Linked DNA regions of Mus musculus: all the other regions are linked to region 1. A link is a contact called in public HiChIP or PLAC-seq and promoter capture Hi-C data. All regions are on one chromosome and are shown on one strand. The core of a region is the stretch at or near the end of the contact, and the rest is flanking DNA. Distances in the headings are between cores, read along the strand shown.

The links. Promoter capture Hi-C pulls out the DNA fragments that hold promoters and counts their contacts. HiChIP or PLAC-seq counts read pairs in DNA pulled down with a chosen protein or histone mark. Capture Hi-C pulls out chosen DNA fragments and counts their contacts.
Region 2: a promoter capture Hi-C map of liver shows a contact between it and region 1, with 2.4 times the contacts expected there. The contact joins the promoter of Rmdn3 here to the promoter of Ubr1 in region 1. A contact is called at or near these places in 1 of 39 promoter capture datasets (liver) and 1 of 9 other capture datasets (liver).
Region 3: a contact with region 1 is called in a promoter capture Hi-C map of liver, with 4 times the contacts expected there. The contact joins the promoter of Zfyve19 here to the promoter of Ubr1 in region 1. A contact is called at or near these places in 1 of 39 promoter capture datasets (liver), 1 of 115 datasets of contacts at active chromatin or transcription factors (microglia) and 2 of 9 other capture datasets (adipose tissue and liver).
Region 4: a FOXA1 HiChIP or PLAC-seq map of pancreatic cancer cells shows a contact between it and region 1. The contact joins the promoter of Spata5l1 here to the promoter of Ubr1 in region 1. A contact is called at or near these places in 1 of 39 promoter capture datasets (pre-B cells) and 1 of 115 datasets of contacts at active chromatin or transcription factors (pancreatic cancer cells).
Region 5: a promoter capture Hi-C map of liver shows a contact between it and region 1, with 3 times the contacts expected there. The contact joins the promoter of Ino80 here to the promoter of Ubr1 in region 1. A contact is called at or near these places in 1 of 39 promoter capture datasets (liver), 2 of 115 datasets of contacts at active chromatin or transcription factors (astrocytes and pancreatic cancer cells) and 2 of 9 other capture datasets (adipose tissue and liver).
Region 6: a promoter capture Hi-C map of pre-B cells shows a contact between it and region 1, with 2.2 times the contacts expected there. The contact joins the promoter of Exd1 here to the promoter of Ubr1 in region 1. A contact is called at or near these places in 1 of 39 promoter capture datasets (pre-B cells), 1 of 115 datasets of contacts at active chromatin or transcription factors (astrocytes) and 1 of 9 other capture datasets (adipose tissue).
Region 7: a promoter capture Hi-C map of pre-B cells shows a contact between it and region 1, with 2.1 times the contacts expected there. The contact joins the promoter of Rtf1 here to the promoter of Ubr1 in region 1. A contact is called at or near these places in 2 of 39 promoter capture datasets (liver and pre-B cells), 1 of 484 Hi-C or Micro-C datasets (B cells), 1 of 115 datasets of contacts at active chromatin or transcription factors (astrocytes) and 1 of 9 other capture datasets (liver).

What each region holds. Positions count from the first base shown.
Region 1 is chr2:120,968,988-120,972,528 of GRCm38.p6, reverse strand. It overlaps Ubr1 (ubiquitin protein ligase E3 component n-recognin 1), which reads left to right and starts at 1,814. Exons shown (of 47, transcript NM_009461.2): 1 at 1,814-2,007. The coding sequence starts at 1,927.
Region 2 is chr2:119,155,322-119,158,862 of GRCm38.p6, reverse strand. Rmdn3 (regulator of microtubule dynamics 3) reads left to right here and starts at 1,829. Exons shown (of 13, transcript NM_001033136.3): 1 at 1,829-1,956; 2 at 2,312-2,505. The coding sequence starts at 2,319.
Region 3 is chr2:119,206,878-119,210,418 of GRCm38.p6, reverse strand. Zfyve19 (zinc finger, FYVE domain containing 19) reads right to left here and starts at 1,699. Exons shown (of 11, transcript NM_028054.3): 1 at 1,236-1,699. The coding sequence starts at 1,289. It overlaps Dnajc17 (DnaJ heat shock protein family (Hsp40) member C17), which reads left to right and starts at 1,624. Exons shown (of 11, transcript NM_139139.2): 1 at 1,624-1,731. The coding sequence starts at 1,654.
Region 4 is chr2:122,628,977-122,632,517 of GRCm38.p6, reverse strand. It overlaps Spata5l1 (spermatogenesis associated 5-like 1), which reads right to left and starts at 1,893. Exons shown (of 3, transcript NM_001033256.4): 1 at 759-1,893. The coding sequence starts at 1,832.
Region 5 is chr2:119,476,078-119,479,618 of GRCm38.p6, reverse strand. It overlaps Ino80 (INO80 complex subunit), which reads left to right and starts at 1,932. Exons shown (of 36, transcript NM_026574.4): 1 at 1,932-2,240.
Region 6 is chr2:119,546,006-119,549,546 of GRCm38.p6, reverse strand. Exd1 (exonuclease 3'-5' domain containing 1) reads left to right here and starts at 1,920. Exons shown (of 13, transcript NM_172857.2): 1 at 1,920-2,540; 2 at 2,665-2,758. It overlaps Chp1 (calcineurin-like EF hand protein 1), which reads right to left and starts at 1,840. Exons shown (of 7, transcript NM_019769.3): 1 at 1,630-1,840. The coding sequence starts at 1,696.
Region 7 is chr2:119,673,267-119,676,807 of GRCm38.p6, reverse strand. It overlaps Rtf1 (RTF1, Paf1/RNA polymerase II complex component), which reads right to left and starts at 1,740. Exons shown (of 18, transcript NM_030112.2): 1 at 1,528-1,740. The coding sequence starts at 1,740.

The sequences.
Region 1 (3,541 bases), core at 565-3,064:
AGCGCCCTACAGGTGCGTTTATTATTATTGGTTTGTGTGTGTGTGTGTGTGTGTGTGTGTGTGTGTGTGTGTGTGTGTGTGATAAGCCCTTTACAATGAGTCACAAGCTCAGCCTTATGCCTCATGCTCTCCCCTCAAAAAACAGTCACTTGATTTTTCACCCAACAATGTGTCTTCTCAAGATAGAAAGAACAAAACAACAACAGCGTTTCTCAAACTTTATTTTCTCAGGATCACTTTAAACTCCTTAAAATTATTGCCCCTCCCCAAGAATCTTTTGTACAAATGGTTCCTATCAATATTTACTAATAACAATTTAAGATGGAGAAAACTTTTAACTAGCTTAAAAGTTTCTATGCAGGGCTTCATGTAACCCAACATGTTCTGCTTTTTGTTGTTTTGGGACAGGACCTCACCGGCAGCTAGACTGATCTGGAACTATATAGTTCTGCTGCCTCCAACTTGGAAGAACCCTCATATTCTCAAATGCTAGCTGACGTTACAGCTGTAAGTCACCCATGCCGGCTTACAGGCATGTAAACAATATAACATCTTAAACATTTTTCCTTTCTTTTTCTCTTTTTGAGATGGGGTCTCACCACATAGCTCTGGAGTAGACTAGGCTAGCCTTGAATTCAGAGATCCACCTGCCTCTGGTTCTGGAGTGCTTAAAGGTGGGTGCCATTACACCAGGCATAAACAGCATTTAAAATGAAAATTAACTCGGTAAACAAATGTTATCCAAAATGTGAGAATTTCCAAATTTCTTAAGTTCCAATTTAATAGAAGGGTAGGTGTGTTTTAGTTCTGCCTCTATCTATAGTCAGTCATGTGTTGCTTTGGTTGGTGTATGTGAAGAAAATTTGACCTTACAGATCTAAAAAAAAAAAAAAGCCAGGTGGTGGTGGCGCACACCTTTTTAACCCCAGCACTTGGGAGGCAGAGGCAGGCGGATTTCTGAGTTCGAGGCCAGCCTGGTCTACAAAGTGAGTTCCAGGACAGCCAGGACTATACAGAGAAACCCTGTCTCAAAAACAAAAACAAAAAAACAAAACAAAACAAAAACAAAAACAAAACAAAACCCACTTCCATGGCAGGTGAGATGGTAGAAAACCAATCCCCTCAAATTGTCCTTTGATCTCTAAACATGATCCACACACACACACACACACACACACACACACACACACACACACAGAGAGAGAGAGAGAGAGACACAGACACAAGTCGCTAAAGTATATATATAAATTTAAAAAGGGACCAGGTGGCTGACATCTGTCACTTGGAATGCAGAGGTAGGAGGAATGCGTGGTATTGGAGGCTATTATTCGTTTCGTAAAAACTAAACCAAACTAAACAAAAAACAAAAACAAAAACAGAGGACACTAAATTAGCTCTTTATCACCTTTGTCCTCCAACCCTGGTCTTGGCCTTGGGTGTTTTCTCTTGGTTCAGAGCTATTCCTTCGCACTATGCATAGATGCACAAATGCAGGAATTTGTAGTCTGTGGCAACAGTTTCCCCTCGATGTTTCCGTACATCTACCTTGTTCTTTTCATGGGGTATTCCATAACGGGGATGTATTCAGTTTGTCTTCCCTTACCGACGGATGGACTAGGTTTCTCGGTTTTGTCATCTCACCACCCCTGCCCCGGGGTTAAGGGATGGCGACAAAGCTGTGAGGTCTTCCCTCGGGGATCAGCCCTGGTGGAGCAGGGCTAACTAACCATCAGGGGCGGAAACCTCCGGCTTGGCAGGTCGGCAGCCTGCTTCCGGGAAGCCGACCGGAAGCCGCTCCGGGTGCTGCGACAAACCTGACTTCAGGGGCCGTCGTAAAAGTGTCGTCCCTGTCGCGTCGGGCCGGCCACAGGTTTCCGCTAGCTGGCGGCCGGGGGTCGGGAACTGCGGGCGTTCGTTTCCCTTAAGATGGCGGACGAAGAGATGGACGGCGCCGAGAGGATGGACGTCAGCCCGGAGCCTCCCCTGGCCCCGCAGCGGCCGGCATCGGTGAGTCTTCATCTGCTAGCGCCTTTTGTCCTCTCCACCAACAGCTTCCCACCGCGCCTGGGAGGGTTTGGGGCTCCGCTTTCTATGGCGGCACTGGGGAAGGGGAGTCCTAGGATTGAAGGATCGACCCTCCCTCCCCCGATAAAGTTAGTCGTCTCCTACACACATTCCTGCCAGCCAGGTCTACGGAGTTTAATGACTGTCATCTATTAAGTCTCAACGTGCTCAGACACGCATGTCTCTATTTTGAAGTAGAAAGAACTCGTGCACATTTAGGTGGGTTTGATGTAGGAGCTGAGATGAGGTTGGAGAAGGCCATTTTTCGGTAGACGCATTGCTGACCCCTCTTGTTGATAGGCATCGGGACCCGGACCAGCACCTGGTGTGATATAGCATTGTCGGGTGGACTTGATAGTGGCAGTGAGTGTTGCGGCTGGCAAGGCATGGCCAGATATCCATTATTGCAGCGTCTTGAGAACCTTCGATCTGGCCCCCAGTGAGGGAAATTTGTCATTTGTCATGCCTTTTATATATGAGAAGGGACATTTCAAACGAGAGAATACTGGAATCTATACTTGGCTATTAGATTTTTGAAGGGCTGAGAAAGGAGAGGTAGAATAAAATTGAGTCAACAGTCTGGCTGCGTGGAGAATACGAACAGAGTAGGCTGAAAGGTGGGGTAATGTTCACAAATGTTCTGATGTGGTCCCTTCAGATAACTAGAAGGGAGGGAGGTCCTTAGGAAGTACTCACTATTGATCACAACATGTTTTATCAGTTTGTCTATAGCTGCATATGGAAAAGTGTGGGAAACATACCCGCACCCACGCAAACCCATTGTATATACACATACCTGTTAGTGAAGTTGTTTGTAGTTTTAATAAACTCATTCTTGGCTTACTTTACCCCAGCAGACTCTAGAACATTATTTTATGAGACAAGAGAATGACTCAGAAATAAGTCAACCACGGAGACTAGAGAGAATGTCTGTAAGATAAAAAACCATCAGGGACAGAGTTGGAATAAGACTATATGCACTAGATCAGCACTTGGCAGTCTTCCTCCTCCATCCCAAAAAGCAGTTGAAACTCACTTCACCACTGGTAATGTAGCTTAGATGAAAACAGCTAGAAAATGTTTCCAAGTAGATAAACTGGTTTGTTTGTTTGTTTGTTTGTTTGGTTGGTTTTGGTTTTGGTTTTTTTAGTGCTAGGGAGAAAACTCCAGGCCTTATGCATGCTAGGCAAGGGCTCTTCTTCTGAGCTATAGGTTAAGATAGAGAGATCATTTACTTTCAGGAGTTCCAGGCAAACCCCGGACTAGACTGTGAAACTCCATCTAAAAACAAAAATAGAAAAAAAGATTCATAGATAGAATCATGTGCTTTTTTTGTTTGTTTGTAATCTAGTGCGTTATAGTCAGAATAGTTGTAGTTTCCTATTGCCAAAGATGAGTAATGTTTATTTAAATCGTTGCTATGTTAATTCTTTCCCACTAGCACTGTAAAACCCCATTAATAAAACCATAAAACATC
Region 2 (3,541 bases), core at 580-3,079, 1.8 Mb after region 1:
TTGGCTGTCCTGGAACTCACTCTGTAGACCAGGCTGGCCTCGAACTCAGAAATCCACCTGTCTCTGCCTTCTAAGTGCTGGGATTAAAGACATGTGCCACTACTACCAGCCTGGCTCCAAAATGTTTAATAACAGTTTAATAACATTTAATAATTTAATAAATGTTATTTATTTATTTATTTATTTATTTATCGAGACAGGGTTTCTCTGTATAGCCCTGGCTGTCCTGGAATTCCCTCTGTAGACCAGGCTGGCCTTGAACTCAGAAATCTGCCTGCCTCTGCCTCCCAAATGCTGGGATTAAACAAATGTTTAATAACATTTAATAATAAATGTTTAAGACAGCGGCAGGTGGATTGCTGTGAGTTCAAGACCCTCCTGGTCTACAAAGAGAGTTCTAGGGGCTGGCAAGATGGCTCAGTGGTTAAGAGCGTCACCTGCTCTTCCGAAGGTCCCAAGTTCAAATCCCAGCAACCACATGGTGGCTCACAACCATCCATAATGAAATCTGATGCCCTCTTCTGGAGTAGCTGAGGACAGCTACAGTGTACTTACATATAATAAATAAATAAATCTTAGAGAGAGAGAGAGAGAGAGAGAGAGAGAGAGAGAGAGAGAGAGAGTTAGTTCTAAAGCAGCCAGCACCATACAGAAAAACCCCATCTCAACAAACAAACCAACCAACCCAAAACAAAAACTCAAACCAAGAAACAAAAAAGACAGTGGAGGGCTGGAGAGATGGCTCAGTGGTTAAGAGCACTGACTGCTTTTCCAGATGTCCTGAGTTCAATACCCAGCAACCACATGGTGGCTCACCACAACCATCTGTGATGGATTTTGATCCCCTCTTCTGGTGCTGTCTGAAGACATCTAGAGTGTACTCATATACATAAAATAAATAAATAAATCTTTGAAAAAAAAAGAGACAGTGGGATTATCTAAGTCCTCTAAAACCTGTGTCTATCTTAAAATGGTGAGATACTTTATATTATATTCATTTATATATGAATACATTTGGAGGCAGACAAATCTGTAGTCTTGAATTTGGAAGGCCAAAGCAGAAGGCCAGAGACGCCAAAGCTTGGCTTTATGACAAAGACCATATCCCAGCTTTTGGCAGAGTTGGGGTTCAGAAGGCTCACAAGATCGAGGTCTCTCTGTGCTACAGAGCGAATTCAAAGCTAACTTCAGCAACTTGAGGTCTGGTCTCAAAATTTAAAAGTCCCCCCTCCTCAAAATAAAAAAAAAAAAGTTTGATGATGTGGTTCAGTGGCACAGCACTTGCCAGTCTGGGCTATATAGTGATCCCCTGACTTAATAAAGCAGCAACATACAAAGCAAAGATAGCAGAAATGGTATGTATCAGACCCAGTTTCTCTGTGGAGCCCTGGCTGTCCTGAAGCTTGCTCTGTAGACTATACAGTCCTGATTAGATTCGAACTCGCAATGATCCTCCTGGTCCAGGGGCCCTGGCTTGAAGAGGATTTTTGAAAACTTGTAGGAGTCCCAGCGATGTAGGGACATCTTATCGATAACCAACAACTTACTCCAATTTCATCTAGCAGTGGCGCTGTTGTTTGGGGTTTGACTGGAAAAATCGGTAAACGACTCAGCTGAAAATAAAGCCAGTGTTAAGAAGAGGTGGGGGTGGTGGCATCTTCCAGGTATAAGCAGCGTGAGATTTGCGGAGCACATTCTGGCCGTAGCACCGGGTAAAGTCCACCCAGAGGCTCGGACACTAGACAGCCCAACCCACCTTCGCGGCCCCGGTAACCGCACAGCGTCCATTCGCCGATGTAGCCCCGCCCACAGAACCCGGGTGGGAGGCAGAGCCTCGTGCGTCATCTCCACGCGCGTCTCACCGTGCGCGGAGCAGGTGGCGCGGATTAAGGACGTCAAAATCATTGACAGAGTGAAAGCGCGGTGCCTGCTGCTGCCATGGTGGCTGGTGGCTGGGTAAGGGTCTGAGTTGGTCTCCTGCGGGCCCAGCGTGGCTTCGGGGGGCGCCGGAAGGCCGAGAGTGTGCAGCCGGCTGCGAGGTTGTCACGTACAGGGTGTTGGGAGGCCAGGGGCGCGGAAGCCGGACTGCACTGGGCAGGGGCGCGTTGGACCGGCGCTGCTGCCTCTTGGCAGGGCGTCCGTCTGCGCCGGGGGCTGCGGCACCCGCGGGCTGGACCTGGGTGAGCCGGGGGCTGCGGCACCGTCCGGCCGGACCTGGGTGAGGCCGTGGCTAACGGGTTCTGCCTCGGGGGTGGAGGGCCGGCCTCATGACTCTCTCTCGGTTCGCTCCTGTTTCTTACGCGGGCTGCAGGTACACTATGTCTAGACTGGGGGCCCTGGGCGGCTCCCGCGCCGGGTTGGGACTGTTACTTGGTACTGCCGCCGGCCTTGGATTCCTGTGCGTCCTTTACAGCCAGCGATGGAAACGGACCCAGCGCCATGGCCGGAGTCACAGTCTGCCCAACTCCCTGGACTATGCGCAGGCTTCAGAGCGTGGACGCCAGGGTAAGAGCACAGGTCATAACTTACTGATGGCACTGGGGCTCGGGCTGTCTTTCGCAGAGCAGGATGGCGGGGCAGTGGAAAGGCTGAGTTTCACAGTTTTAGGAAAAACTCACCAAAAAGGAAAGCTGTGCCCTTTCCTCCGATTCCAGGAAAGCTTGGTGCAGGACTGTAGCTTTCACTTTTAGTTCTGGTCGCGCCCATGAATGTGTACGGAGGGCATTTGAGAAGTGCTGGGTGAGGGGTGTGTTTGACAGAGGAAGAGTCTGAAAGAAGGAAAAAGAAATAATCTCATTGGAATTAAAAGTTCTGGTGGCGTGAATATATGTATCCAGATATGAAGTCGTGTTTGGAGAGTAATCCAAGTTTGAAAAATCCCTTTTATGAAGAAAGATTCATAGGGATTGTGTAACTTTCTCGAGGTTGTTACAGAGTAAGAGGTAAAGCTGGACCCAGTCGTCTGGTCCAGTGGACTTTCCACAGCACAGGCTGAGAGCACATTCATGCAACTCAAGCCAAATGGTTGAAAGCCAGCAGTGACAGATGAAATGGATTTCGTTTTGTAAAAAGTCTTCAGGTTAAGTCATTTAAGCAGAGCAGCTGGGGCTTTGAATCGCTCCCCTTATTTGGGTGACAGAGGCTCGTGTAGCCCCCCTCGTTCCGTGCTGATTGGAAATGTTTTCTGTGACCACTGCACTCATATATCTTCTGATTCAGTGCTAACTGGGAATGTGAGTTCTGCAAGAGTGTCTGCGCACTTATCACCCTAGGTTGCAGCTGTCAGCGTCTGATAACATAGTGGTAACGTGGCAGGGCCAGTGACCTGGCTTTCTCCTCACTTGTACTTTGCTCATTTGTTATGTTTTAGCAGTTGTCTGGCCTCCCATGAGGATGGGAGAAAGCCTACGCATTCTAGTTATCTTCCTTGGTGTACCCTGGCACTGCTGGCCTAGATTTCCTCTAACGAGGGATGTATGCATGTCTGCTCCATGGGGCCTGCCGTCTTCCATATTGTATATTCTAGTCCAGTTGCTTTAAA
Region 3 (3,541 bases), core at 450-2,949, 1.8 Mb after region 1:
CCCTCTAAGCACTCACAGAAAGAAGGAAGTGAAGTTGTGACCAGATTTTGAAGGAAGGAGGAAGAGTGGTATCCCTAGGGTTCTGGCCGAGATGGGTTCAGCAATTCCTTGTTTCCGGAGTCTTATTCAAATTAGATAAAACTTCAGGCAAAATTCACATGCTTTCTACCATTTTCAATTTCTTACCATGGGGGTGTAGTGCAAAGACAAACAAGGCCCAGTGTGTCAGGTCCCTGGCTTGTCAACAAAAAGAATCAGAGTTGGGTGCAGATCCCGTGCTTTCTCTGTTCTGGTAGAGATGGTGGGAGGTTCGCCTCAGGATAGGGTTGTAACAATAGCTTCAATTATTAAGTACTTAGTGTGTGCCAGGCACTAAGCCTGCACCTTAAAATTCATCATTTGTTATAACCATCATCACTTACATACGTCATCATATTTGATCCTGATGCCCACCAGTATTATCTCTATTTTAACAGGGGCCAGTGAAATTACATGACCGTTCAATTAGATCATTCTTTGAATAAGACAGGGCAGCTGAAATTTGAACTCTGACACCAAAATTGATATGTAAGTGCTCCAATCCTATACACCATGAATTCGTCCCATTTACTTCCCTTGCAGCTCACAAGGGGAATGTGGTTGAGAAGAAGGCTTTTTCATTGTGCCCTGGGGAGAAAAGGGCAAGCTGTGGACGGGGCAGGTTTCAGAACAGAGAGCAACCGGCATGCATGGGATGACTTTAAAGACAGAGATGGAGAGAAGGGGAGTGGATAGAATGTAGGTGGAGATTTAAAAAAAAAGTGTAGCTTTTGGAAACTTTACAATTTCTAGGGTCTTTTCAGCTACAGCACCTCACCGAAGCTACTTTACATTTTCTTAATTTACATTATTTCTTTGTGAGTGTATGCGTGCAGACATATGCATATCATGGCATGTGTGTGGAGATCAGAGAATAACTTTCAGGAGTTCTCTCCTTCCACCATGTGGGTCCTGGGGTTCGAACTAAGGTCATCGGGATTTGCAGGAAGTGCTTTTACCTCACTGAACCTCATCAGACCATCATCTTAACCCGGAAACGGGTGGGCATCCGACCCACTTTACAGAGAGGTTAACCGGGTTACTTCATCAAAACCACACAACTGAAAAGAAGCCGTCAAACGGTCTTTAGCCTGCAACTCCCTTCCCTTCGCCCCGCGTCCTCCCTTGGCCCTTCGGCTTTCTGGGAGTACACTCGCCTCCTTCTTGAAGAGGGTGAACTTGACAGCACAGCCGTAGCACCTGCTCTCCATAGCAGTTCTCGGCGCTGCAGAATTGGTAGGTTAGCCTCTCACCAGCGCAGGGTAGGCCTCTCAGACCCTCAGGTTGTGCAGCCCAGTCCCACACGCCCATCGGCGCTGTCCAGGGGCGGCCCAGCGCGGAGAATTCTGACTTTGCACTCACCAAGGCGGGGCGGCAGCGGAGTGGGGCATGCTGGGAGTCGTAGTTCATTCTCCGCAGCGCGCTCCTCCACAGCCAGTCAGACGAGAATCGGAAGGCATCATCCCAGGAGGCTTAGCGCGCTTTTGGGCCGGCTCGGAGCGAGTAAGCCCCGCGCCCACGCACACGCTCAGACTCCTGGGAGTTGTAGTATCAATTCAAGTTTGGACTAGAACCATGGCGGTGACCAAAGAGCTCTTACAAATGGATCTGTACGCGCTGCTCGGCATTGAGGAGAAGGCGGCAGACAAAGAGGTGAGAACTTGATAGGCAAAGCAGTTCTTCGGTCCTCGCGTCAGGGCGCGCGCCTGGCTCCGGCTTTCTATGCTCCGCCCTATCCTGGACCCGGAGCGAGGGACGGCCAATGACTAAAAAGGGGGCCTCCGGGCACTTCCTGAAAGGCTTGAGGACTGGGTTAGGGAGGGAGGCATTGAGAACTCTGAACTGTGTGACCGTGCTGTCCCTTCTGCCACACTGTTTGGAGGCCGGTTGAACCTGAGAGCCCAGGCCTGCTTTTTTGCGCCTGCGCAGCATCAGTTTGTACGCTGAACGTTTTACCTGTCTGTCTGGAGGTGTTTGGTTTTAGTCTGTTTTAACTTCAGGGGGATCCTAGGAAGAAAAGTCTCTAGGCTCTAACTCCTCCCCTCAGCCCCTCTTCTTTTTCTGGATTTGACGTTGAGGCCTAGAACCTAGAGGCCTCAGTTTTCTTTTCCTCTTTTTAAGTATCAGATGTTCCAATGTTGTCAGTGCGTGCTGCTTAGCGGGTTAAACAAGAGGATCAGAAGGTTAAAGCAGGTGGTGTGGGGGTCCACTTATCTCAAGTGCTGTACTTAAGGTTTCTGTTATTTACTCTTAGATTGTGGTGGCAATAGTGACAGTACACGCAGGGGAGTTCATTGGATAAAAAGTAATGCCCACCGGGCTGGGCATAGTGATCCAAGCCTGTAATGCACTTGGGCGCTGGAGGGAGGAGAATCAGGAATTTAAGGTCAACTTCAGTTTCTTGTGGAGTTTAAGGTCAGCTGTCTTAACGTGTTTAAGGTGGGGGGGGGGAAGAGATCCTTTTTATTTATTTATTTTTTCGAGACAGGGTTTCTCTGTATAGCCCTGGCAGTCCTGGAACTCACTTTATAGACCAGGCTGGCCTCGAACTCAGAAATCCGCCTGCCTCTGCCTCCCCAGTACTGGGATTAAAGGCATGCACCACCACCGCCCAGCAAGAGATCTTATCAATGCTCTTATACTTCTGGACTGCTTGTCCAATGCTTGAGTGTCAGAAAGAGTGCTCTGGGGCAGAAAATCAGGGTGATTGGATTCTTCAGTAAAGTTGTGGTCATCCTGCTCAGAAAGCTTCCTGAAGATTTGGCTGAAGTCAAAAATGGATGTAGAAATAAATACTCGTAAAGCACAGGCTTTCTCTTTGCAGCCCTGGCTGTCCTGGAACTCACTCTGTAGACCAGGCTGACCTGGAACTCAGAAATCCACCTGCCTCTGCCTCCCAAGTGCTGGGATTAAAGGTGTGCGCCACCAATGCCCGGCTCTCTCTCTCGCTCTCTCTCTCTCTCTCTCTCTCTCTCTCTCTCTCTCTCTCTCTCTCTCTCTCTCTCTCTCTCTCTCTCTCTCGAAGAAAAGTTGATGTAGCCCTGGCTGTCTTGGAACTTTCTATGTAGATCAGGCTAGTTTTTCCGAACTCACAGCGATAAATCTGCCTCCCAAATGTTAGGATGCCCCGTGCCCTGCTTTTGGGATCCAGGCTTTTTACCTGAATGCTTAGGATCCAAATTCAAATCCTCTGCTTACAGAACAGGCACATTACAGACTGGGCCAGCTCTCCAACCCCAAATCATAATCCTCACCACCACCACCTGCTGCTTCTTCCTCCTTCTCCTCCTCTTCTTCCTCCACCACCTCCTCCTCTTTCTATTATTGTGTGTGTGTGTGTCTCAGACAAAAAAACAGCACAGAGACCCTACTTAAAAAATATAAACGGGGTTGGGGATTTAGTTCAGTGGTAGAGCGCTTGCCTAGCAAGCCCAAGGCCCTGGGTTCGGTCCTCAGCTCCGGG
Region 4 (3,541 bases), core at 644-3,143, 1.7 Mb before region 1:
TACAGGCAAAGCAAAAAATAGAGAAATTAGAAGTAGACAACTTAAAATCTTCCTTTAAAAGCACCCTCACCAGTATGTACAGTCATTCAGCAAACCCTTGTGGAACTTGTATCATGAACTTCTAAGCACACCTTGGATTATGAATACAAGAAAATGATAACTGTCCAGTGGAACAACAGTGGCTAGAATCTCCACAATGAAAACTCTGTATTTCACTGAAGAAGTCTTCGTTGTTTTTTAAGAACACACCAAGTTCTGACAATCTGGGATCAAATAGCAGACTAGATAATCTAGGTCCTTGTTCTTTGGAAGCAGGGCCCTTTAATAGATGGTTCAAGGAAGAAATCCATTCAGGTCCTCCAAAGTCTTAAGAGAATCCTACCACAAATTTTAATTATTATTTAATTACTAATAATTGCTTAGAAATTAAAAAAAAATCACTTGAGTACCAAAGACGCTAAAAAAGCCAGCCCTGACAACGTAGAACAGGAAGCTGGTATCCTGACATTTGAATACATTTAAGGGCTTATGCCTGTTTTTATTCACCTTCCCTGCCTTCTCTTACTGTGACTAAGTTCTCATTCCAAAGGCTATTTCAGTTTAATATGCATGCATCAGGATTAGTTACTTCAACAAAGCAAATGACCATCCTGCTTCCCAGAACGATTTGAACCCAGGTTCTAGCTTGCATGTGACAAGTGATCTACAACTCCTGCCTGACCCAACATTCCAAAAAGGCGAGCTTTCAGGAACTTTACCTCTCTGTCAAACCTGCCCGGCCTGCGAAGCGCTGGGTCTAACTCGTCTGGCCGGTTGGTGGCTCCCACAACCACAAACTCCCTGTCCCTGTGGATGCCGTCCAGCAGCGTCAACACCTGGGCCACCACTCGGCTCTCGGGAGCTCGGTGCGGGCCGCCTCTCCGGGGACACAGGGCATCCACTTCGTCCAGGAAGAGGAGGCTGGGTCCGCGGCTGGCCAGCTCCTGGGCTCGTTGGAAGATGCGCCGCACGTTCTCCTCGGTCTCCCCGGGCCGGGAGCCCTGCAACGCCGGGGCGCTCACCGCCAGCAGCTCGGCGCCAGTCTCGCGCGCCACGGCCCGCACTAACTGGGTCTTGCCCACTCCCGGGGGGCCCGCCAGGAGCACCCCGCGGGGCACAGCCAGCCCCAGCGCGGCTAGGGCGAGCGGGTAGCGCAGCGGCAGGCGGAGCAGCTCCCGTAGGGAGTCGGCGGTCTCCGACAGACCCCCAAGGGTCACCTCCCCGGGAGGCTCGACCTGTGGCGGAGGCTTGTCACTGAGCGTGATGCGGGTATGCGGTGTGACCCACCCGCCGGGCTCTGGGTCCGGTGTCCCGCCCATCACGTGCAGAGCTGCGACAGGGCCGGGGACACCCGGCGGGGTGGTCACCACGTGTCCCCGAGACACAGGCCGGTTGCGCAGCAGCTCGTGCACTACCTCCAGCACCGCGGCGGAACTCGGGGCTCCCGCCTGGGGCCGCAGCACCGGCCACACCTCTAGGCGCCGCAGGGGCGGACAGGGCACGGGTTGCAAGCAGTCCATACCTATCCTCCCCGTGGCCACCCGGGCCCCGGGGCTAGCGCACTGCGGGTCCAGCTGCACAAAGCCATCCACCCTGTCGCGCCGCGGCCAGGCCGTGCAGAGGCAGCAGCCGCCGGCGGGCAACGAGATCCTCAGCGGCGAGCCCAGGCGCGCACCCAAGCTGCGGAAGGCGGCCGGCCCCAGGCGGCAGCGCTGGGTGTCCCGGTCCCGGGGATCCACCGGCAGCAGCTTCAAAAGTTGTCCGTCGGGGAAGGGCCCCGAGTCCGGAGCCATGACTCGGGGAACCACGCCGGGGAAAGCCCGGCAGCAATCCACCCGGCTGCCGGATGCAGGCGGCGCGCATGCGCCAAGAAGGAACAAGCCTCTGATTGACGGTCGAAAGGACTTCTGGGAAAGTGAGAAAAGCCTGGCTCTCCATAAACATCAGACGCCCGGTAGTCGGTCCAAGAGCCTCAATGAAAAGGTCTCCGCTGGCATCTGACAGACATACGGCTGCTCCATTAGGCCATAAGAGTTTTCATTTTGTGAAGTAAAAAGATTTCTTAAGGAAAAAAAGAAAACCCAAACTGCTGACAAGGTGTAACGTGCTTACAGATATAAACAAGGTGTAAATAAAATACCCGCCAAATTAATCATGATACTCGCATCTTATGAAAGATCTTTTATCCTCGTTCCAAAGACTTGGAGCGTCTAGAAATGGGAAAGAAGACATTAATAATAAGACATAATAACCATCTTCAATATGTAAAGGGATGTGTGTGAAAGCTAGCGTGCGTGTGGATAGCTGTGGTAAAGAACTGACCAGGAAACGGAAGTTTAATAGGGTGATCTTAAGAGGTTTTTCTCTGCATATTTTGACCATGGTCGCATGAAAGGTACAGCTGAGAGTCATAACTGATGCCCACTGAGGCAATTAGAGTGAACTTAACCTTTCAGATTTCAGCACTGATTTAAAACAGGGGTAGAGGCTAAGTTAGTGGGGATATGGTGTGGAGGACAGTACATGTTTTTTCGTGTTGCATAAAGAGGCTGATCCCGTTCAGGGCCAAACTATAAAGTTCTCTGACCTTGGCCAAGAAATATACAGCATCCCCACTAAAACAGCCACTCCCCTCCTTGTGTCACAAATATCAGGAAGGGATTGTGTTTCTGGGCCCTCAACTCATTCACACATTCTCAGTAAAACTATAGATTATCTTTCCCAGGCAGCCTTAACCCATCCTGCTCCTCTGAGTCAGACCATTTTCATTGTATTGTTTCAGTCATCCATACATCTGAATTCATCATACTTACAATCTTGCAGGAAACCATTCTAAGCTTGCTGTGATGGTTCATACCTATATCACAACATTTGGGAGACTAAATAAGGATTAGAACAATTTATAGTTCTACCTGGGCTACTTAGTGAGGTCTAGGCAAGCCTAAACTACAGAATGGAGAAAGGTATCGAAAGAAAGAAAGAAAGAAAGAAAGAAAGAGAGAGAGAGAGAGAGAGAGAGAGAGAGAGAGAGAGAGAGAAAGAAAGAAAGAAAGAAAGAAAGAAAGAAAGAAAGAAAGAAAGAAAGAAAGAAAGAAAGAAAGAAAGAAAGAAAGAAAGAAAGAAAGAAAGAAAGAAAAAGAAAACCTTGAAAAGAAAAACATAATAACAGTTCTGTGGTCCTTTTGTTGGTTACAGGACTCCAAATTTGGCAATTTTATGAGCACTATTTAAAGCAACAAACGTGTGCACCACTAGAGGGAGTCCAGAACCAACAAATGAAGGCCGAGGGCCCTTGGCGGACCGGACATTTGCAACCGAAGCTTCCGCTAGATTTTCCTCAGGGTTCACACAGTATGTATTTTTTTTTTTTTTTTTTTTAGTATGTATTCTTATAATATTGTCAAGCTATTCTAACAAAGTACCACACGCTATTCAGGTTATAATAAGCAATAGCAAATTATATTTTTCCATTAAAAAATAGTGTGTATGATGAGAGAGAGAG
Region 5 (3,541 bases), core at 683-3,182, 1.5 Mb after region 1:
TCAGCCCAAATGAGGTGCTGGGTAAGTGAAATGGAGGCAAACACAGTTCTCATCTGGGATCGATTATCTTGACAGGGCTAGTACTGTTACAATGAAACTGATCAGAAGTGGAACAGAGAGAACACATCCATGTAATTCCATTTTGGTTTTTTCCTTCGTGGGTACTGGTGGCACCTTGCCCAACTGGGCAGCTGATATGTGGGGGAGCGTATCCGGACAATTTTTCCGAATTGTCCTCCCTGAAGCCAAGCTCGTGGTGAGGGAACCATTTTTGAGCATTTGCGATTCCTTCCAATTTTGAAGTAGGGCAACATCAGGCTTTATGCCTCTCGAAACAGGATCTCTGCATCAGTACTGAGCAGGCTATTTTGGCAAAATAACACAAGGCTTTCTGGAGTTCTTCTTTCCACTTGTCTTCTCTCTTTAAAAAAAGATGGGCTTCTTTCTACTTGCTTTGATTCTTGCAGAATTATTTTTGTAATTTAAAAAGATCGCCTGTGTGTATATATATCACACGCACACGCCACAGCATGTATGTGGTGGTCTGAGGACAGTAAGCAGGAGTCAGCTCTCTACTTGTACCATGTGGGTTCTGGTCTGGTTATCAGAATTGGTGACAAGTGACTGTGTCTGCTGAGCTGTCTAGCCAGACCCTCTTATAAAGTGTTACTGTTAAACTTTGTGAACATTTAAGGTCTTGTTTACGGACACTTTTTCTCCTGAACTTAAAGCATATCGAGGCCAAGAAACATTAAAAAAAAAAAAAAAAAAAAAAAAAGAGCCGGGCGTGGCAGCGCACGCCTTTAGTCCCAGCAAGCGGATTTCTGAGTTCGAGGCCAGCCTGGTCTACAAAGTGCGGTTCCAGGACAGCCAGGGCTACACAGAAAAACCCTGTCTCGAAAAACAAACAAACAAAAAAAAACAAGACATTTTTTAAATAATCATTTTCTAGACTTTAATTTTAAGCAGTTCAGTTCCAAAGGATGCAACTTGGACCCAACTGGAGTTGCACAAGGCACAGTACAGGCAAAACAGATAATATTAAACAAGCGATTCTTGCAGAAAACGAAAGGGTGAAGTCCAACAATTCTATATACGTCTTGGAAACGAGTGGATTAAGTGCAGAAGACTGCATGATGGCGCACACTGTAACCTCAGTCCTCGGGAGGCTGAGGCAGGAGACATCCCCCGAGCTTGACGCTAGCTAGCCTGGGCTATTAACCAAACCCAGACAAAATAACCATGAAACAACCGCCCCGCCCCGCCCCGCCCGCCCCAGCTCTGCGGTTGCTCGAGTGTGGGCAGGGCGACTCACCCCACTGGGGAAATGGAAAGTGCATGGAAGGTGAAAGCGCCTTCGTGCCAACGGTCTCGGGCCGAAGGGGGACAGTGTCGTCAGGAAGACGACCAGGAGACGTCTCCAAGTTGGCTCTTACAAGGATCCATCCCCGCCCGAGCTGGCCTCGGGGTAGGCCAGCACTACCTGGAGAAAACTTCCAGCGACAACGCCAAGCAGTCCCTCCCACCTGCAGGACCAAAATGAGTCCCTGGTTTTTGGGCGGTTTCCATTGACGTTACTTCCGGAAAAGTAACCTTTCTGTGGCAGTTGCAGGGCCGCTGAGCTCTCGCGACATCTCCTCCCGCGAGATCTGCTTGCTCACTCTAGCGATGACATCCTCCTCCTCCTCCCCGTCGCCTTTCGGCAATCTTCGCCAGTCCCAGCCCCGACCAATCTGCACTCAGATAGTATAGATGAGGGTCTCCCCCAGAACCCCGGTCCGCGCGGGGCGTCGGGCGGCGGCAGCGGGGTACAAGCTGCACGAGGCCGCCCGTAGCGGCACGGTCGGCGGACACGGGCTAGCGACTAGCAGTGGGCGTGGGCGGGGCAGGGCTAAGCCGGCCGAGTACCTGCTCGATTGTTCTGGCCTGGCTATGGCGCCTCTCCTCCCCCCCGCCATGGCTCCCCGTGTCCCTGCTCCGCTCCTCTCAGTGAGTGAAAGTGGCCGCCGCCGCCGCCGGCCCAGCGCCCGCAGCCGCCTCAGCGCCGCCGCCATCTTGGGGTCCCAGGAGCCGCCGAGGGAGCGAGCTAGGAGCGTTCCCGTCCAACGCAGTCACCGTCCCTCGGCCTCCGAGAGCGAAGCGCGGCTCCACAGTCGGCGGGGCGACCCCCCCCTCCGGACCCCGCCCGCCCCCCGCCCCCCCTCCGCCGCCGCCGCGGCGGCGGGGCCCCTCGGCCCGAGGTGAGGTTGAGAAGACGTGGGCGGGTGGACGGAGGGGGTGTCGTGTAGGCCCCTGTGCGCCCCTCTCTGCGGGCGACGACTGGGCCGCTTCTTAAAGGGGCCGTCGCCCCCGGCCCTGGGGTTTGTTGGGGTTAGAGAGGATGGGTGTGGACACTCCCCATAGGGTTGGGACCTCAGAGACCTGGGCCTCGGCTCTCCTGTCGTGTATCTCTGGCTCTCCGGGGTTATGGGTGACCTCGGCCACCCGAGGAAGCCCGTGGAGCACCCACACGTGGGGAGTGTTAGGCCAGGTGCACGTGGGACCCGGTGGGGCGGTGTCGCTCTAACACGTGTGTGGGTTTGGGAGTGGGGAGGGGCAGGGCGGAGGCTTGTCGGGCTGGACCAGGAACCGGACGAGGGTTCTACCTGTCAATTCAAACGAATGAGATCTATGGACTGGATAGAGTATCAGTTTAATGGGGAGCGAGCCACGGTTACGGGCGAATGATGCAAGTTGCTAGTTGGTGTTAGACGGGGACAGGCTAACACGTGCACAGACTTAGAAATGTGTCTGTGACAGCACTTCTGGGTTTTCGAGGCGTTTGCAGTGCGTCTCAGCAAGTGTCATCTTACTTTGACAATTCCTTCTTGAGCTTGCTGATGAAAAGTACTACTTCCGTAATCACGGAGGATGGAAGCCCCCTACAGTTTAGAAGTTGGATATTGCCGAAGAAGGCGTTTAACTATTTTAGTTCAGAACCAACTGTGCTCAGGACTCTTTGATTTACATTCTTGTACTTCTTAGGACTCGGGAAGGAATTTGGAGGTTGAACTCCTTAAAACATCGCTGATGATCAGCTTAGTTTTCCCAGTTAGTGATCCATGATTTACATCCCTAATTTTCACTGTGGGTTATTGATGCTTCCTTTCTTCCGGTCGTGTCTTTTTTTTTTTTTTTTTTTTTCTTTTTCCTGTTTGTTTTTTGTTTTTGGCCTGGATGGCCGGGAACTTGATATCCTCCTGCCTTAGCGTCCATGGTGCTAAGATTATAACTGCACTTCCATCTCTGGCTTTTTTTTTTTTCCCCCGAAGGAGTAACATCTTTATCAGATATGATTGCAGCTCAAGTGAATCAGGCACAGTTCAGAAAATTTCAGTATTTGCAGACTGTACACCTATCACCACCATTTAACATTGACTTTAAAAGAAGGTCTAGAAGTTTCTTAAACGTCACTTTTTCCTCTTCCCACAACATTTGGTAACAATCTATTTTCTGTCTTAGATTTTTTTTTTTAAATGAGACAGGGTCTCATAATGTAGGT
Region 6 (3,541 bases), core at 671-3,170, 1.4 Mb after region 1:
TATTCCCAGCACTTGGGGGGGCTGAAGCAAGAGGACTGTCATGAGTTTGAAACCAGCCTGGGCTATGTAGTGAATTTTTCTGTTTGTCTTGTTTTGTGTTGTATTTTGTTTTTCATGACAGAGTTTCCCTCTGTAGCCCTAGCTATCTTGGAGCCTGTTATGTAGATCAGGCTGATCTCAAATTCTGCTCCCTTTGGAGTGTTGGGATTAAAGGTATGGACACCACCAGGCCCAGTTTATGTAGTGAATTCTAAGCAAGTCTGGGCTACAAGGTAAGATCTTGTATCAAAAAACAAAAGAAAACAAAACAATAGCTTGCTCCATACTCACTATACTTCCCCATGACGTGACTCTGGGCTTTAAACATAATCAGAGAGAAGTCATTACATTTACAAGTAGGGTCAGAGGTAAAAGCTTGCTAAATCCAACTGTGTGCATTTTTACTCATGGAATCCTTAAGCGTGACTGGCCAAACTCTATAAAAAGCTAAGTATTCTCTGTCATTCACTCAAAATTGGCCACATATTAGTAAGGGATTAAAAGCAAAGCAACCTGACAGGGGGTGGGGCTAGACCACATCTCTTTCAACCTGAATACTCTAGAAAGTTTAACTTGTCAGACAGCCAGAACAACTTGTCATTTACCCAAGGACTCATTCCTGGAGAATTCCGTAGTTCCCTGTACTCCTTGGCACGATCTGCCACTGGGTTATTTGCTCACATTATCATCAAAGACAGGTACCATGAAGACATGGCTTACGAAAATCAAAGAGAGCCGCAAAGGATCACTGAGAAAGCATTGTAGCCATACAATTGTATCATACACTACCAAGGGCCTTTCAAAGGTATGGAGGTGTTTTCTGTGCTTCTCAATTCCCAAAGCCCTGTTGCTCCTTTGTTCAGGTTAACAAGGAAGAAACTAGAGTATGTATGTTTCTGGTACAAATTCACAGATTTTGGAGTACATCCAATTTCAATATCAATTGCATAAAGTACAGCAACACAGCAGATATCAATATATATAAAAATAGGACAAATGTCTTCACTGTGTCTTTAAACCTTGACCACTATACCCGTGGCTTTTCTCCAACGATTCAGATTTAAAAGCCTCACTCGGGTTTTTGGACTCTTGATTGCTTAGAGGTCTTCAGTTCCTGGTCACAAGCCTTTCTCTATGATCTTCTTTGTTGAGTTTTTCCCTGTGTGTGATTTTAGTAGTTTTAGCTCTTGCTCAGAAACCTCATTAGGATGTATAACGTTTTCTCCAGGAACCATTCACATTTCCTGGATTTGCTTCTACTTTATCTACTGTTCAGGATGCTTCTGTAGGAGGAACCATAAGGAAGAAAATTCGCGGACCTTCACGGGCAAGAGTGGAGTGGTGGTGTCTGTGCTCGAGATTCCGGGCTTTTGAGCAAGACAGCACCGGAGGAACCACATCCCGGCTCCAAGAAGCTACAGATGAACGTACAGGTATTCTAGCCTTCGGTTACCCAAAGCACCGGAGGCTGCATGGGACCATCCCAACAAAGTCACCGCACCCCAGATCAAGCCCTCAGCGACGACCGCTGTCAGTACTGAGGCCAGCCGAAGGCGCCGGGCCGCCTTCCCACCCCCAACCCGAACTCACAGCCAGTCTCCTTCTTGATCTCCTCGAGCTCTTCGTCCCGCAATAACGTGGAGGCCCGAGACCCCATCACCGTGACGGGAGCTCCTCCGGGAGCGGCAGCGCCAGAAGCAGCAGCGGCAGAAGGGAAGGAGGGAGGGAAGGGCCAGGGGTCAAGAAGGGAGAGGGCACTGTTTCTCTTGCGGCCCGGGGAGAGAAACAAGGGGTGGAGCGCGGGGGAGGGCGGCCCGACACCAGCCAATCGGGAGCGAGGCCGCGCCCTGCGCAGGCGCTAACGTCAAAGCTTGGCTCTCGAGCCCGGAATGAATCAGCCCGGAGGCTGCGGGAGTCCGAAGGGAAGCAGGCCCCGCCCCGCGGAACCAGGGCAGCCGCCGGACTTAAAGCGGCGATACCGCTGTGGCGCTAGGGACTGCACTTAAAAGGGCAGTGCGGTCTCGCCACTGTGTTCGAACAAACCAGAGGCAAACTCACTAGGGTAGCCAGCAGGTTTTTCACAGGACTCAGGTACCAGGAGTCCCACCCTACAGGTGACGGAGACTCAGGAGAGAAACCAAACCCACGAAACGAGGGACAAAACCCTAAGGTGGATCCCCAGAGTAGTGCAGTGCACTCTTTCTTGCTCGCTCTCCATCTCTCTGTATCTCTCTATCTCTTTTTCTCCCTCCTTTCTCCTCTCCTCTCCTCTCACTCTCACTCCCCTGGTCCTAAGAATAGGGAGTCCACAGCCACTGTGGCCCAGCACGCCTAGAGACTGCATCTTTCCTGCGCTCCTCCCCCCGGCCGCAGGGGGCGCTGAGAGCCGCCTGGGGTTTGCATGGCTCCTGGCAGCATCTTTTCTGCTCTCTCTACCCCGGCCGCAGGGGGCGCTGGGAATGGGCTCGAGGCTGCGCGCTGATTGGCTCCTCCGGAAAGAGGCAAGTAATTCACCCGGAGGGCGAGGGCGTGGTCGGCTCTGCGGCTTCAGTGGCTGGCGTTGAGAACTTTTTTGCGTCAAAGCTGTGCCGGGATAACTCCCAGAATTTTTTTTTTTTTTAACAGTAGTCCCTCGTTAGTTTAAGGAACTCACCATTTGACTAGAATTAAGGTCGGAATTTCTCAAACTCCTTTGCTGTGGGGACAGAGGACCCTGAAGGTGAGAAAGATTGTGACCGAGCACGGTTTATTTATTTGGATTTTTTCTTGTCTTAAAAATTAGGATTTTTAAGCCTGGCCAAGACTAGTCAGGGCTTTTCTGGAAAAGAGAATCATTTCTCCACTTCTAGAAAGGGTTTTACAGGCTCAGGCTGTCCTGAGCATAAACTCCTAATTCTCCCATGAGTGGCAAATCTTTAAACAGGATTTCCCAATATTGCCTAGGCTGGGCTCAACTTGCATCTTTCCTGCTTTCACCTAACAACTGCTGGCTTACGGTTTAAAAATCCGAATTTTTTTTCTTTTTGGTTTTTCGAGACAGGGTTTCTCTGTGTAGCCCTGGCTGATCTGGAACTCAGTATGTACATCAGGCTGGTCTTTAAGTTAACAGAGATCCACCTGCCTCTGCCTTCCAAGAGCTGGGATCAAAGCCAGGTGCATTTTATTCTTCTGGTATTTTGTTTGTGCTGATGAAAAAGCTGAAAGCTGCATGTTAGTGTACACCCTCTCAAGTGAAGCCTTAGTTTTCCTGTAGCTTCACGAGTCTGATCCCTTCACTCCTTGGTTTAGAACCAGCTTACTACCTAGATATCGTAGCACCTTTCTCAACTCACCTTAGACTACTAGCTTCAAAGTTACTCGGGCTGAGTCCTGCAAGGCCTCCCTGCCCACTAAATTTCTAGTCTGACTCAGTTGTTTTCCTAATTATCCCTGGTTAACTTACCCATTGAGATCATAACTGTGGTATGGAAATCTTGAGGTCAGATGTATACATAATCCCATT
Region 7 (3,541 bases), core at 491-2,990, 1.3 Mb after region 1:
CAGGGGTCCCTGTCCTTAGTCCTTCTACTAGCCCCATTACTTTCCTACTTCCCTGCCACCTTTTTAAAGGTATCCATTACTTTCTCTCTTTCTTTCTCTCTCTTTTTTATTCCTTTCTTAAGGCAGGTGTGGTGACCCATGTCTGTAACCCCCTGTACTTAAGAGGACAAGGTAGGAGAACTGGTTTAATTCAATGATAGACCAGGCTATAGTTTGAGATCCTGTGTCAAAAGGTAATGTGTGTGTGCGCATCTTGTTCTTTAAACCTTACAAGTTCTTCCCTCATAAGAGCCCTCCCTTTTCTTTCTTTTGTTTTTGAGGTGTTTGTTTGAGACAGGGTTTCTCTGTCCTGGACTCATTTTGTAGACCAGGCAAGCCCTCCCTTTTCAAGTCCTAATTAAACCTGAGACCTCTAGTCTATTACTAAGGACTCCCAAGAAGCCTTTTATACAAATACTTTGTAGTTTATACCAACATTTTTTATTATAAACATTTGTTTTATGCAACTGTCCAATTCAATACATGAGGCTGATATTATATGTCCATTTTACAGTGGAAACCAAAGGTAAATGGCTAGAAAGAAATTAGGAATCAGAATTACAGATTCTGAGTTTAGTACTCAATCTACTCCATTTATAAAGCTTCCTACCCTTCCTTTATGTCATTTACTCATGAAACATGGAGGAAATCATCTCCTGATACCATCAGAGTACTACTACACAAACAGCTTCCTCCCTGCAGTGTTTTTTTAAAGTACAGAAGCAATGCCGGGTACTCCAAGACGCTAAAGCCACAAGTTACTTTCAGTACTTCTCAGATCTTCAAGTGAAAAAGAATTCTATGCTGCTGCATAAAAGAGGCTGAGCGCTTGGAACACAGTCTCTCTCTGCTGCCCTACAATTCAAACTTCCAGTTATCTGCCCTCTCTCCTCCTCCAAAGAGTTTTTTGTCAGACATCCCAACGAGAACCCATTTCGACCGTAAATGATCATAGTCTCCCCCCCACCCCAAGCACCACGAAAGCTCTTCGGGACATGTATGGGTGTCTCTCCTATGTCCACATGCCTGGTCTGAAAAACTTCACCTTCCAGAGTCCACACCTTCTAGACAAATTTTCCCTCCCACCGCCCCATGCTCACCCTTGCACCTCCTCCAAAATCTCTCAGCCATTGGGGTTGGCGGGCGATACTTCCTATCTCGCCCAGCCCGAATCTCCCTGCCTGCAGTCATGACGTCCCGATCCGGCCCAAGCAGACAGCGGCCCCCTTCAGTACCCCAAACCCCGAGGCCCATCAGCCCAATTCCCTGCCCCGCCTCCCGGCCCAAGGCGCCAAGTCCTCGGGGCTCTGTCTCCAGGCCTGGCCCGGGCTCCAAGGGCCTAAGATTCAGCGGGGAGACAGGAAGGGACTACAGTAGCGGGACGGACACCAGGCTGGCCGGGCGCTCGGGCCGGGCGACTCCCAGCTCCCGTGGCCAGGACTGAGCCCTCCCGCTCTGCCGGCCCGCGCCTCCGCGGCCTGCCCTCACCTGATCCAGGTTCTCGTCACTGCCGCTGTCTTCCGTATCCGAGTCGATCACGACACGGCCTTTCCGCTTCTTTACCATGGTGGTCCCCCGGCTTCCACGCCGGACGCCGCCCTGACTCCCCTCTTGCCCGCCTGCCAGTGGGACCGCCACTGCCGCCGCCGCCACCGCCGCCGCCACCGCCGCCGCTCGACCCACACAAAGGCGACCGCGCATGCGCGCTCCGCTCCGCCCCTAGCCCCGCCCCCCGCCTGGCGCACGCCGTTCGCCGGCGCCTGGCGCCCCGCCCCGCCCCACCTCCGACGCAGCGCGAGGGGCGGAGCCACGCGCCCGAGGGTTCCGGACCAACGCTCCCTGATCTAGCTGTCCGGAAGCTTCTGCAGTGTTGGAGTTGTAGGCTGCCCAGGAGTTCCCTACTTGAAGCGAATTTGAGCCTCCGGACCAGGGTCCACTCTGAGGAAACTCATCCATCTCCAGCCCTGGAATGCGGCCTCAGGGACCACCCGCATAGTCGACAGCCCCTGGAAATTGCTGAGAGCTTGGGTGGAGGAGCCAGAGTCCGCCTGCCTGGGCTGTTATTAGTGACAGCCTAAATGCGACCCAAAAACTAGGGAAGACTATTCCAGCGATAATCGGAGAACTCAGATTCATTGTAGGGAAGGACCAGGTGTCGGGGTGTGGGATGAGCAGAGAGGTGGCCCGGGAAGAAAGCAGTAATTTAATGAGCTATGCTAAGTAGTTTCAAACTCGCTTGAGTGTCCTGGGTCTTTGGTAAGGAACGACAGTGACTTCAACACTGGAAGAGAATGAGAATAGAGAAATAGATGGGTTCTGAATTATTTGCTAGTTGGGGCGCAGAGGAGGCAGAGGTTTCAGATTCTGATTTAGGAAGATGAGTGTGAGCTTTGTCAAGAAAATATGACAGAGGTTTGGAAGGGAAGAGGGCTGTATAGGAAATGTTTTATGTCGTTGAATTTGAAGTCATCTGACAAAAAGGTCAACGCTGGGAATGCATTTTTATATATTATTTATGTGCAGCAGGGTTTATATTAGGGAGTATTAACAGTTACAATTTGAAGTTGTTCTCAAGTCTTAGAACGCACTGGTTCACTCATTCTGATAGACAACTTTAGAATTCAAATCTTTCTCGACTAAGTTGATGAGGTCTTGCTTTCTTACTATCCCACTTTGACTCTCTAAGTTATTTTTCTCAGCTCAACTACAGTACACATCACATCCCTTGCCAGGTGTGGTAATTATAAACCCATATTTTTAGATACTTGGAAGGTTAAGACAGGAAGAACATAAGGAACACAAGTTCAAGGCCTGCCTAAGTCTGCATAATGAGTCCAAGGCTAAGACCCTGTCTTAGTCGATCAATCAATATATAAATAAATACCAGGCAATGGTGGCCCATGCCTTTAATCTCAGGACTTGAAAGGCAGAGGTGGGCAGATCTCTGCATTCCAGGCCAGCCTGTCTACAAATCAAGTTTCAGAACAGCAAGAGCTGTTGTACGTAGAAATCCTGTCTTGAAATGCAAGAGGAGGAAGAAGAAGGTGAAGGAGGAGGAGGAATAAGAAGAAATAAAGTATTGGATATAGCTCAGTAGTAGTGCTTACAAGCATATGTAAGGCTCTAGGTTTAATATTCATCATTAAAAGCAACAATAGCCGGGTAGTGGTGGCACATGCCTGTAATCCCAGCACTTGGGAGGCAAAGCCAGCTGGTCTACAGAGTGAGTTCCAAGACAGCCAGGGCTACACAGAGAAACCTTGTCTCAGAAAACCAAAGGAAAAAAAAAAAGCAATAACAAATGTTCATGCCTCAAAATAGTAACAGCCCCAGAAGAACTCATCAGTCTGAGGCAGAAGAATAACATATTAACAGTCGCTTAGACTACATAGCAAAACCCAGTCATTTGTGTGTAATGTGTGTATATATAATATATATGTATACCTAATATAATACCATCCATAGAGAGAAAACACTCTCTGCTATTAGCTACTTGAAGAGA